Regions from separate parts of the Mus musculus genome. Here region 2 is linked to region 1. The links are chromatin contacts, called in public HiChIP or PLAC-seq maps. All regions are on one chromosome and are shown on one strand. Each heading gives the region's core, a stretch centred on a gene start, on an enhancer-like site or on the middle of the called end of the contact. The rest is flanking DNA. Distances are from core to core; before and after follow the strand shown. Region 1 overlaps Map3k1 (mitogen-activated protein kinase kinase kinase 1). Region 2 overlaps Ankrd55 (ankyrin repeat domain 55).

Region 1 (6,592 bases), core at 1,052-3,551:
AGGAAAGGCTGTTTTGAGATTCCTGCCTCTGGGAAACCAGCACCTGCAGCTGAGTTGGGGGCTGTGGCCTGCCGGTAGGAATGTTAACTAGTTTAACCACTGTGGAAGCCAGCGTGGAGGTTCCTTAGACAAACACAAGCAGAATTCCTGTGTGATCCAGCTGTCCCACCCCCAGCAGATTCCTAAAGAGTCTTAAGTCAGAATACAGCAGAGTTATCTACACTCTCTGCAAGGTAGACAGCCAGTTTAGGCGCCCATCCGTGGATGACGAGGTAAAGAAAGCGTGCTGTCAGCATACGCAAGGCAATTCTATTCGGACACAGAAAAACGGAGCCATGCTGTCTGCAGGAAAATGCACAGATGTTAAAGTAAGCAGGACTCAGATAAATACGGCATATTTTCTCTCTTCTGTGGAATTGTGTGTGTGTGTGTGTGTGTGTGTGTGTGTGTGTGTGTGTGAGTGACATACACACACGGGCCCCAAAGTAGAAAGAGGACTATTTGATAGGAAGGGGGCCAGTGGGATGAGGTATCGGGAGGGTAGTGGTGGACATCAGAGTATATTACACACATGTATGAAATGTCATAAGAAAGCCCACCACCCATACAGTTACTATGTGCAGACAGCATTGCTTGCTTCCTGCCAGCTCTATCTTACCCTGTGTCTGGGTTCGCAGTTCCTGCACTTGCCATCCCTGGACACCACCCCCCTGACTGCCTTAGTTCTCCACTGCCTCCCAGGTTGCTTGGCTGAGACGGCACAGCTGTCCGCCTCCCCGACACAGACTCTTGGATCTTCCTCGGGGCTGTGTTTTGTCACTAACTTCAGGAAAATCAAATTAACTAGATCACATGGGCAAGTTTCAAGCAATGGGAAAGCCCCCTGACTAAGGACAAATGATCTGGACTCAGGGTGGTTTCTTGCTAATCCTGCCTTGGTGTTTTCCTGGGGCCAAATTCTGTCTCTTTAAACCTCTTGCCTAGCATCTGACCTCCCTTCTCCATGCAGCGCCCCTCAGGGCACAGCAGATGTTTCTACCAGAGAAGGATCTTTTTGGTTCGGAGGCTCCTACAGGAAGGAAGGGCATTTTTTTTTCCTTCACAAGCATCTGCAAATACCAGGGGCATCCGTTAGCACTGCTTGTAAACTGAAAGCTGAGTAAGACAAATCTTGCCCTCAGGTAGACCCAGTCCGAGGAGGACAGTCCACCCTACTCAGCATGTACTTGCCTAGTCCATCCCTTGTGCCAACCTTTCTAGTAAGACAGTGATAGTAGACTTGAAACCCACTTCTGTCTTCATTCCCAGTCTGGTGGTAGGGACAGACAGACGAGTGAGGAGCTGTGTGCTGAGGAGGCTGGAGGAAGGTTCTCTGCACTGTTACAGGGGCTGTAGCCTGAGGGGAGCTCAGTTAGTGTCTAGGGCAGTATGGGGTGACTGACCATAGGGCCTTGGAAATGTGAGCCCATAGGCTGATAAAAGGGGTGGGGCTGAGGGGGTCTAGATGGGCCGCTCATCAGTTAAGAGCACTGTTGATTCACTCCGGTCCCAGTTAACTGTAACTCCAGTACCCTCTTCTGACCTCCTCCGGTACTTAAGCACACTCCGGATGCGCCTATGGACATGCAGGCAAAACACTCTCCCTTCAAAGGAATAATTCCAATTAAAAAAAAAAGTCCGCCGTGCCCCAGGGAGCACTGCATGAAGGGAGCACGGGCACCAGTCCTGGGGGGACACACCTCGGGAGAGCATGGTAGGGTTAGCTTTTGTTCTCCCTTCCCTCGTGCTAGGAAAACTCAGGTTCTATCAGAACACTGCCAAGTGGTTTTCATGTTTCAGTTTGAAAGTCTTGAGGCTTAGAACTGTGTCGTCCGTTATCAGCCTGACTGAGAGTTAAGTGAGATTGCTGTTCCTGACAGAGAGCATTGGCTGACCCGCGTGCTCACGAAGGAGTCGCTGTTGGTTTAGTGGGAATAATAGTTTCTGTCACACTCTCGCCCAGTACACGGTTGTTGTTAAAACTGGAAAGTGGTTCCGACGGGAGGTTTAGAAGCACGCACCCGACAGTCATGAGTCAAGCCCTGCCAGCGTAAAGCCATAGAAGTGTGATCCTGCTGAGTCATCAAAAGTGAAAAGACACTGGCACTTAGGACGGCTTCAGGGTGCCCCTGAGGTGAGGAAGGCATACTTAGGAAGACCTTGACTCCAGCTATATTTGGGGCAGGATGTCAGAGTGAGTGCTGCTTCTGTTCGAAGTGATTTGTGGGCAGGCTACCTTTGCTATTAATAATCGTCTAAATTACATTTTTAAGGAAAGAGCGCCCCCTACCGAGCAAAGCGTCGTTTTTCCTGATCCCCTTCCCTTCCTGTGACCTTCGGGTTTTCCAGACAAGGCAGTCAGCTCTAGTTGGTTCATCTTGCAGTAAAGGGGCAGCCGGCAGCCAGGATGCTCCTAACACCATCTAAACAGCACTTTGCACGTTTCAGTGTCCCAACCAACTGGCTCGTCTCATGATGGACACATTGGCAGAGAAGAAGAGAACTATTCTAAAGAGTGACTAGGGAGAGTGACATATGGCATGTGGCTGGGGCCATGATCTACTGGGAGCTGCACTCTCAGGGGTGGGGCTGCTACTGAGATGATCCTGTTACTGAGATGATCCTGTCACTGCAGGGATTCCTGGGATCCACCTGCAAATCCAGACCTACGGAGGAGTGCGATCCACCTGGGCCTTTTCAGTCTCAGGGTTTTAATAATAAATAGTGTGCTCTCTGCTGAGAAGCTGAGACATGGACGCTTAGCAAACATGCCAGCGTCTTAGCTAAGGAATGCTATTTCATAATTTTGTAGTCATGATTTTTAGAGGGTTGATACACTTTTGGTAACATGGCTTAATTAATTACTTGGCATGTATCTTAGATTTTCCACTTTGCTGAACTATACAAGCATCTGGTAATTTTTAAGGGATATGTAACCTACGGGCTGAATTGATCCGTACTTGCGACATGTTCCTCTGTATTATACAGCCTGTAAAAGGATTTATATCAAGATCATGAACTAATTAATACAACTACAGGGGCTGGCGAGATGGCTCAGCTGTGACAAGCATTTTTGCTCTTGCAGAGGACCTGGGTTTGGGTCCCAACACCAAGATGGCAGCTCACAGCCATCTGTAACTTGGGTTCTGAGAGATCTGACACTCTCTTCTGGCCTCCATGGGCAGTACTCAGACACATGCAGACACACACACACACACACACACACACGCACGCACATACACACACACAAATAAATCTTTTAAACCCACAACTTTAAGGAGTTAGAACGTGGTATAGAATGTGTGTGTGTGTGTGTGTGTGTGTGTGTTGTGTGTGTGTGAAGTCAGAAGCACCAAGTGTAATTCACAGGAGTCCAGTCATTTGTTTTGTTGTTGTTTGAGCTTAAGATATATCTTGAAATGACAGATGCCTAAATAATGAATATTAACTGACCGAATAGCTAATAGTCATGAGAAGATGGTTTTAAAATTATAAAATACTCGGTTATGGCAAAAGTTATACTTTCAGATTAGCCCTCAGAAGCTAATGTGAGCCAGGGGTAGCGATGATCCCAGCACTTGGAAGGGAAAGCTGGGCAGGCAGGCAGCTCGAGGCCATCCTTGGTCACAGTGGGTTTTAACTGATATATGCGACCCTGTCCAAAAGTGAGAAATAAGCCATAATTTCATGAGTTGATACAAATTAAGCATTTCTGGTAATGTTATCCCCGGTTCTTGGCAAAGTAGGCCAGGTGCCCACAAAGAGGCCTGTGCTAGAGAGTTGGACCTCAGTGTAGGATGTCACTGTGGCTGCACTGCCACCAAGCCTGGGCAGGCGCTCCTAGCCCCCCTCCAGCCCCTGATGCTCTCCAGTTCCCTGCACGCCAATATGGAGAGTGGCTCTGTGTCTTTTAAGGGATGACATTGATGATGCAGTTAATCTTCTATGAGACCGCAACAGTAATGTTTTCGTGTAAAACAGCCTGGAAACCCATGCTTTGCACTCGCTACTTAACAGCTTGAATGTTCTTAACAGCTTTAGATGTCTCTAAGAGAGCTTTGAAACGATGCCCATGCCTAGTAACTAAGTTAGTACTGTTCTTAAAATCATCAAGCATTGAGTGTCTTCCCGGGCCGTGTTATCACAGAGCGTGTGTGATCCACATAGCTTCTGACCAGATGGAGATCATGTAAGAGTCCCACGTTTAAATATGCTGGTCACCAAGGTTGCTCTAGGAAGCTTTGTTTCTGATGCCGTGTCCTCGTGCCGTAGGGAAATTGCACCTGTCATTTGACAGAAATTATATGATCCTAGTACCCACACTGAACAGACCCAATCCCTGACTCCTGAGCCCAGAAGAGCCTCCACCATAGTCTTCATGTTCTTCATGTTTCTAGCCAAGTATTACCTTCCGAACCCGATGGGAAAAGGCGGCAGTGGGGTGGGTAATGGTTCTATTTGGTGCTTTCATGTATGCAATAGTAAGTATTGCATACATGAAATAGTATGCAATAGTATATATGTATGTATACATATACATTCACATATATATGAAGCATCATGGTTTAGGTGGAAGGGGAGAAAGCTTTGAGGACAGAAAGACCTGGTTTTAAAGCCCCCAAATTCTCTCGTAACTGAGAGCTCATAGACTACTTAACCTTTTTGTAAGAGTCTATCCTCAGCCATGACCGTGAGTCTTGGCTGTGCTCAGACCTGGAGCAGCACCTGGACCTGAGGCAGTCTCCACAGCACAGTGTAACAGCAGCAGTGTTCATAGTTCTAGTAGTCCCTGTCTCCCCATTTTACTTACACAAGAGGTCAGCAGGGGGAGGCGTGAAAGTTAGCTCCCTCCAAAGTACCCTGTATACAGACCATGCTCTGGAACCGCCTTACGGAACAGTAACCCCGCTTGACGGTGAGGCGTGTTGAACAACTTGGACCTCAGTTACATGGCGAGTAAGATTTGACCCTAGGCGGCCTGGCTCCAGGGCTCACACCCCGTGGTCAGTGAGTTCGCATCTGACCTTGTCTCCCCCATCCTCGGAACACGCATTACAAGAAATGCGATCTCTGCTGTTGCATATATGAGTAACGTGTATATACATTTTCCTGCCAAGTCCAACCTGTTAAGTGTTGTTGTCTCTTGGATGGAAACTCCCTGTGTTTCTCCGGGCTTTGGTGCCTCTCTTCCCTGCGCACATGCACACCTGCACCCCAGAAGGGAGGCTTCCTTCTCCTCCTCAGCGCAGCTGAGTGGGCGACTGTGGTCTGTTGCTTTCTTTCTGTCTTTTCTGGAGATTGAGACTCCTCTAGCTGTCAGATCAGCCCCGTCCATCGGCCGTGATGGCCTTTCATCCTCCTCCAGGGCCTGATGTCCAGTGTTCTCTGACATGATTGGGTTATAAGTCAGCCCCTGCCTGCGCTAGGCTGTCCATGCTGAAGGCTAAAGGCTCACCGGTGCTGTCTTTCAGACCCCCAGGGTCTGTTACCAGGAAAAGAGAACACTCTACAGGCCCCTTCCAAAGATCTGAATAGTGGGGCTTTCTTGAGGCAGTAAAGCGGTTTTTAGAGAAAAACCTTCTTAACTTCTTTGAACTTACTCCAGAACTCACGCTTCGGCTGAGAATCAACGGACCAGACAGGTGTAGCTGAACTCGGGCTCTGCCAGCCTTTGGATGGAGTCAGCTCCCATTGTCCGAGGACCACTCCCTTCACTGGGAGATTCGGATTTGGAGCCTTTGCTGACACACACACTAAAAAATCTCCCTCCCTATTTGAGCTCCTGAAGGCAGAGCTTTATGATCACTGAAGCCCTATGTTAACATCTAAGACAGTTGGTGTCGGGTTCTTGTCTGGATTCGCGTCTTAGGAATATTGGCTGCTGAAACGGGGTCTGTAAGCGAAAGCCAGAGCACACTTCATGCAGTGTGTTCCGTTAGAGCAGCACCTCCCCGTCGGGCACGTTCCTCTCGCAAGAGTTGCCACGCTGAGCAGTCGAGATGGCCCTTGTGGGCCTTCTTTCCTGCAGTGCACCTAGGTTTTCACTAAAGGCTCCGAGACAGGCTGCAGCGAGCGGGCTCGGCTGTCTGTTGCGCTGGTATCTCCTGGTCTGCACACAGATGTGGTGTCTGGGAATCATAAAAGCATTATCTCTTCAAATGGTGTGGCCCCTGTGTAGTTTGTACACGTCTACACCATCATCCTTCAGAGGGTCCATGTCTGCCCATCCCGCTATTGATAGTTGTTCAGGCACCACCTCCTCAGTAGACCTTTCTAGAGCTTTCTATAGGTAGTTAGCATCGAGTTGATTCTACTGCAGCGTTGTGTACTTTCGTACTTCTGGGGCCGCAGAGGTGCTGTTCTGTGTACCTTCTGTGCATTTATTTTTATCCTCCTGCCTGAGCCACTGCCCACATGGGCAGGTGTGCCACTCCCAAGTAGAATGGTCTGCTAGCTTTCCAGGAAACCGTTAGTCTTCTATTTCAAGCATCCTAGCTAGCATGCCTTCCCACCCACCAGAAGGAAAGACGGTAGCCCTTGCTGTCCCTCAGGG
Region 2 (6,592 bases), core at 1,880-4,379, 530 kb before region 1:
TTGTGGTGATGCATACACTTGGAGGGAAATAGAGGCAGGCAGATCCCTAAGTTCAAGGTCAGGCTGGTCTACAGAGTGAGTTCCAGGATAGTCAGGACTATATAGAGAAACCCTGTCTTGAAAAACCAAAAGTAAGTAAGTAAATAAATATTAAAAGTTAAAAAAAAAGAAAGAAAAGTACAATCATTAGAGGGGAAAGAATGGACATAATGAATAAGAAAATGAAGCAATTAATAAATCTGAGATATTCAGTAAATAGAACAAATTAATTTTACATACTATTTTATAAGATTCCATGCTCTCTCTGAGCTGTTTACATCAATCCTGAGATTGTACTTTCTATGCAAATTTCTTCAGAGAACAAAGAACAGAAACTTGCCTTATTAACAGACAATATTTACTATAAAGTTATAACAACCAAAACAAGAGATAGCTCAACAGTTTAGAGAGGAGAGTTCAGGAAATACTCAGATCTGCATGGAGCATCCCTTCATAGTTCAGGTGACATCGGACATTGGTGGGGCGGGCCAAGATATTTAATAAGTATGTACCGACAAGCTGGCTGTACATAGGGACAGGCTTCCATGTTTTCTTGCAGATTGCCTGTACATTTTGTCTCTACTCTGTTTGGATCAGGTTTATGCCCTCCTCTTGTACCTGTGATCTCTGAATTCATAGCTTAGGCCTGCCTATAGTGACAGCTAAGTTGTGGGGAAAGCAGGCCTTTCTGCTGCTCTCTTGGATACGCGCACATCCTTTTTTGCCTCTGCTCTAGCCTTTTGCGTTTATATGGCATTGAAATTAGGTGCAGAGAGTGGGCCCTCCTCCTCCTCTGTTCCTGATCTCAGAGCCCAAACACTCAGTCTTTAACAACTGAGTGATACCGCAGATAATCTTAGAAAAGAAAATCAGAGAAGGGGTTTTGCCAAATTGCCTCGCATAGACTTGAACTCATGACTCTTGTGCTTTGTTTTCCGGAGAGGCTGGAACTGTAGGTCATGCCACTGCTCCTGGCTTTGTTCTCCCGAGAGACTGGAACTGTAGGCTCGTGCCACTGCCCCTGGCTTTGTTCTCTGTCACATTGAGAAAAGGCTCCTCTCCATTTCTATTTTCCGAGATTTAAATTTTGGATGTTTATTGAATTCTATGAACTGTGTCTGTGCCAACTGATGTGATTTTTCTTCTTTAACTAGTTAGTTTATGATTTTATCAAGTATTGATAGTAATGCAATTTTAGCTCATAAATATAGCTAAGAAGTATTTTCCTCTTTTTGAAAGAAATCATATGAAAGTAACGCTGATTGTTCTGGAAAATTTTTGTGAATGGATCAGAGAGATGGCTCAGTGATTAAGAACATTTGTTGCTCTTCCAAAGGACCTGGGTTTGGTTCCCAGCACCCAGAGGTTGGCTCACAACCATCTGTACCTCTAGTTCCAGAAGATCTGACACCCTCTTCTGACCTGGGCCACCAAGCATGCACATGGTATACAGACAAAATTCAGGCAAAGCATTCAAACACATAAAATAATGCTAAACAATAAATAAATAAATAAATAAATAAATAAATAAATACATAGTAGAACTCTACAGGACCATCAATGCCTGAAGGTAGTCCTCTTTAAAATTTTTTAAATTATAAATTTAATTTTCTAAATACTTATAGGAATATTTAACTTGTTTTGTACCAGGACTGTTAACAACCATTAATTAAGTTTATTGTTGGTGTCCACTGTGGTATTTTCATGTATAGATGAACAGTAGTTTCTAAGGGAAGCTAACCTCTTCTCCTCCTCCTCTCAATTTATTTTATTTTGAGCAATTAATCCATTCATCTAAATTGTCAAATTTACGTGTGTGAAGTTGTTTGCAGCATTTCTGTGGGGACTGTAGTGATGTCCTTGCATTCCCAAGAGCAGGAATTTGCATCTCCTTCAGTTAGTTTTTCTTGACAGTGACAGTGCTACAGGTTGTTCCTTGGTTTTTTTAGATTTTTTTTTCCCTATTGCTTTTGTTTTTGATTTCATCTTTTTTTGTTTTTTTGTTTTTTCAAGACAGGGTTTCTCTGTGTAGCCCTGGCTGTCCTGGAACTCACTTTGTAGACCAGGCTGGCCTCGAATTCAGAAATCCTCCTGCCTCTGCCTCCCGAGTGCTGAGATTAAAAGTGTGCACCACCACGCCCGGTTAATTTCATCTTTTCTTGTTTCCTCTCTCCCCCTCCGTGTGTTTTGAGATTATTTCGCTCTTCTCCCTCTAAGCTTCTGAAGCAAGAATTCATACAGATGACGGAGTGTTCCCTCTTGTGAAACCACATAGAGGTGTAGAGAGTCTCCTCCTATCAGTGATCAGTCTTGGCGTTTTGCCTATAGGATGCAGATTTTCAGAGGCTTCTCTTCTGTCCGTGTCTTTTGGTATTCTGTGTTGCCAGCTCCTTCAGCTCCAACCCTGGGATATACAAGGCAAAAGGCCATCCCAGAGAACTCACCATCATGCCTGTCCTTGGATCTAAGGACTTGGTCCTTCTCTTGGTTTCCAGAGTTATATTAGTCATCATATCCAGAGTTCTTAGTTGTATTTAGAAAGAATACAGGTGGAAATACAACCATGATGTGGTCTCAAGGGCCAAATTCTTACATTTCTCCAACATCCATTTCTGCTCTTCCTAGATACCTGTTATAACTACTGGTGATCAAAGAGAGGCCTCCGTCCCCAAAGTGCTTGCTGTGCAATCCTGAGGCCCTGAGTAGGTTTCCCAGAACACGCATACGAAAGTCAGACATAATGTTTTGTACTTGTAATATTGGTCCAGAGGGAATGGAGACAGGCAGATACTTGGGGCTCAGTCAGCTTAACTTACTGGGTGAGTTCAAAATTCCAGTGAAAAACCTTGTCTCAAAAAATAAAATGTATAATACCTTAGAAATGACACTTGAGGTTGACTTCTGGCTTTCACACACACACACACACACACACACACACACACGTAATTGGTCAGTCTTACAAAAATACTGGAAACAACCCACTTCATAATAATATATGAAATATAATAAGTGAATAATGTGTAAAAGGTGCTGAAGTTCTGTGTCCAGTGTCATGCTGAAAAATGCCAAAGGATTCTACAGAGCCACAGGCAAGATGCCTATAGTATCTTGTGGTCAGTCAAAAAGAATTTCACTAGTGTTGCTCATCTCAAAAGACCATCTCTGAAAGGATAAAGCATTCCATTCCAGGTTTAAAACAAAAACAAAAACACCTCACAAACAGCTCACCTTCACTGTCACAACACTCCAGGATGGACGGATCCTCCCGAATGACGGAGGTCAGAGAGTTGACATCTCCATTCGATGCTGCCTGATACACCATTGCCAGGTCGACTTCTTCAGATGAGTCACCTGCATGAACCAGACACTCTGTTAATATGTAGAGTACGTTCACTCAAAGAATACCACAAGACCAGATTGTCACCCACACAAGTGAGTCACTAAACCTCCCTCCCCAGTGAATCCAGGCAGAGGCTGAGTCAGCTTAGTCACATACTCCTTTCTGGAAAAGACACTTCTGAAGAAAAGTGGGCCACTCTAGGTCATTTGCAACGCCACCACGTGTTGGCAAGGAGCCTTGGGATTAGGCACTCTTTGCATGTCATGACTCTTTGGGCATGCTGGTTTCCCAAAATTAGAGAGACCAGCAAGGGAAGAAGGCCAGTGTCTTGGCTTCAATCTATTCTTCAAGACCCAAAGCATGCTACAGTCTTCTCTTTTGCTTGTTTCCTGTTTAGAGTCAAGTTCTCGTGTAGCCCAGGTTAGCCTTGAGTATTCTATATAGCCGAGGCTGATCTTGGATTGCTGATTCTCTTACATCCACCCCTTGCATTTGCAGATGTGGGCTGCTATGCCTGATTCTATGCAATTGTTGGGCATTGAAGGCATGTGCTTTCTAGGTAAGCCCTCTACCAACTGAACTACATCCATGGACGCATGACCTGTCTTCTTAGTACCTCAGTTCATCCATCTTTGGGAAAAGCATTATGCTCCTCCCTCTCTCTCCTCCAGAGATGTTCTGCACCTTCATCTGTGATGACTGTATCTCCAGATGCCTTTATCCTGCATGGGAGGATACATGGGAGGGAGGCACTGAAGACTGGGAAGGGAGAAGATGGGGCTCTCCCTCCCTTGCTTGGCATCCAGCAGTAGCTGCCTCCTTCCCACCAGGAGCTTTCCCTATGCAGAACTAGCTCTCATGTGGCCCCCCTCATAACCTGCCCACCACTGTTGTCCTGCAATTGAAAGGAGAGCCATACCTTTTCATTGGTGCTCATCTACTGCATTTATATTGGCTTCTCATGCCTCATTTTGCATACCCCCCCCCCAATTAAAACCTGTTCAGTTTCAAACACCTGGGTTTGTAAAGATGCTATTTCTAGAAGAACTAAGGTTGTACGAAACTGCTTTGAATGAGGGAGCCAACTGTTTACTGTGCCTTTGTGAAGAATTGATCCAACAGGTCTTACTGCCAAGGATGACAACAGACTGTGGTCAGGTGACTGCAGGAATGCACAGAGATGGTTAAGAAGCGAGCTGTCTTGTGGGACACCTCAGGGGAGGCTGTGCCAAGCCCCTCTATTAGAGAGAGGATATCTCAACAGTTTTAAAGTTGTGTTTTTCTTCTCGGGTGGACACTAAGACCATTGGCCTTTTGGTTCTTTGAACTTTAGCTGCCACGAGTCCTAAAGTTTGGGTTTGGTTTCTCTGTCCCAGTATTTCTGAGAAACCATTAATGATTTTTACCCAGCTAGCCAGTCCAACGCAAGCTCGTAGCTGGGGATGGCTTATTTACAATAACATTGTTTTGTACAGCGAGTGACTGCTTTCTAACTCGTCCATGTTTTGAAGCAGGCTCCCCTACTCATTTGCATGGCAGGGTGCGGTTGGCTTGATGACTTTGGAGTCAGATACCTTGGGTATATGCCAGGCTTGTGCTAACCAGCTGCGTGGAATTGTGGGCCAGTCACCCTCACCGGGCTTAGTTTCCTTATCTGTAAAGTGGAGATCTTGACAACACTGACAAGTGCCTCCCTTAGAAACTACCTCCCTTGGGTGGAGTGACTCTGTGTTAAAATTAATCCTGTGTGCTTAACAGCAACCTGGCATTTAGTAAGCATTTTTTAGTACTTGCTACTTATTCTGCTCCACTTAAAAAAATGTTAGCTTATTTAGACAGTATTACATGTCTGGGGTATATATTTAAAATAGGGCTCTTGTTGATGAAGGCAACTAATGAAGCCATATATCACTTAGATTTTGTTACAGATCTTCACATAATTCAGGGCATTTTGTTAAGATGATTCCCAGGGTCTCTGGGTGTTGGAACTAAGGCCCCAACTTAAAAGAGGGACCTACTTTCTAGTAATACGTGCACATTCAAAGATGCTGGTAGTGACCCCTGGGAAGAAGCCTGATTGGGTCAGGAAGCTGCCGACGGTGACAGGTGGACTACGGAGCTGTTTGTTTCTTATTGATCTGAGGCAGGGCATCACTGTGTAGCCCTTGATGGCCTAGAACTCATGAGTTGTAGATCAGACTGGTCTCAAATTCATGAGTGATCTACCTGTGCCCCCCACCCCACCCGCCGTGCTAAGATCACAAGTGTATGCCATCACACCAGATTCAACTGTGGGGTTTTAGAAACTGCATGCTACTTGATAACATGTTCATGTTCAGTTCATGACTGATATACACAGTACTTTCATCACGATGTGGTGCTGTACTGCCTCCTAGAATTAGGATCCCAAAAATATTTTGCCAGAAGGATTTGAATATTACATTTATGTGCAATATATCTGAGCCTGTCAAGTACCCATGAGACTCATTGAAAGATGGCTGAATCTGTCTTTTCTGTTGCTCAACCTCCCCTCTTCCTGATGCTAGCTTTACCTTGAACACTCCGGGGTGGTCATCAGTACTCCACTTCCAGGCAAACTGCAGTTTCAGTGGACTATTCTATCCTGACCCAGATTCAGAATATGTGACCTGGAACAGAGCTATTAAGAATTTGCATTACTGTGGTCGAGGTGACATATTCAGGGCTGTGGACCGATTAGAGTCTATGAAAAGCAAATAGACTCCAGCTGGGATTGTGGCGAGCACTGCTCTCCTCCCTCCCCTCCCCACCTTCCTCTCACACACATTCTCTCTCTGTTCCACTGCCCATGAATTGGGAAGCTTGCAGTCAGCATCTGCCTGGTGAGAAGAATGAAGATGGAGCAGAGCAGAGCTGAGCCAGGGGAATGGAAGAGCTGGCAACTGCTGACACCACTTGAACCCCCAATCACAGCACCTTAGGCCAGCAATATCCCTGGAACATTTGCATATGCCAAGACATCCTTCTTATTCATTCCCTTATTTATTTTATGGCTTGTCGTTTTGTATTACCTTGCGGACATGCTTTAGTTTTCTTGTGAGTTTGCCAGAGAGTCCTAGGCAAGGACAATTTTAGCAGTGGCACATTGGCAAGGAGCATAAGGTATTAGACGGATATTGGCTCCACAGGAATTAGTGAACTAATTCACGAGGAGGAAACGCTAACTGATAACTG

Evidence for each region. HiChIP or PLAC-seq counts read pairs in DNA pulled down with a chosen protein or histone mark.
Region 2: a contact with region 1 is called in an HNF4G HiChIP or PLAC-seq map of pancreatic cancer cells. The contact joins two enhancer-like sites. A contact is called at or near these places in 2 of 484 Hi-C or Micro-C datasets (bone marrow-derived macrophages and olfactory sensory neurons), 4 of 115 datasets of contacts at active chromatin or transcription factors (astrocytes, embryonic basal ganglia, embryonic stem cells and 1 more) and 1 of 9 other capture datasets (embryonic stem cells).

What each region holds. Positions count from the first base shown.
Region 1 is chr13:111,784,065-111,790,656 of GRCm38.p6, reverse strand. All of the region lies in intron 1 of Map3k1 (mitogen-activated protein kinase kinase kinase 1), which reads left to right. Among named protein-coding and RNA genes, the nearest start is that of Map3k1, 22 kb to the left of the region's middle. Within about 2 kb of position 2,301, at least 113 of the 459 cell types and tissues checked have an H3K27ac peak or open chromatin away from gene starts, as enhancers often do. A contact at or near this core is called in bone marrow-derived macrophages and pancreatic cancer cells, where this site is marked.
Region 2 is chr13:112,315,223-112,321,814 of GRCm38.p6, reverse strand. Ankrd55 (ankyrin repeat domain 55) reads right to left here. Exons shown (of 11, transcript NM_029898.3): 2 at 3,268-3,390. Among named protein-coding and RNA genes, the nearest start is that of Ankrd55, 30 kb to the right of the region's middle. Within about 2 kb of position 3,129, at least 58 of the 459 cell types and tissues checked have an H3K27ac peak or open chromatin away from gene starts, as enhancers often do. A contact at or near this core is called in bone marrow-derived macrophages and pancreatic cancer cells, where this site is marked.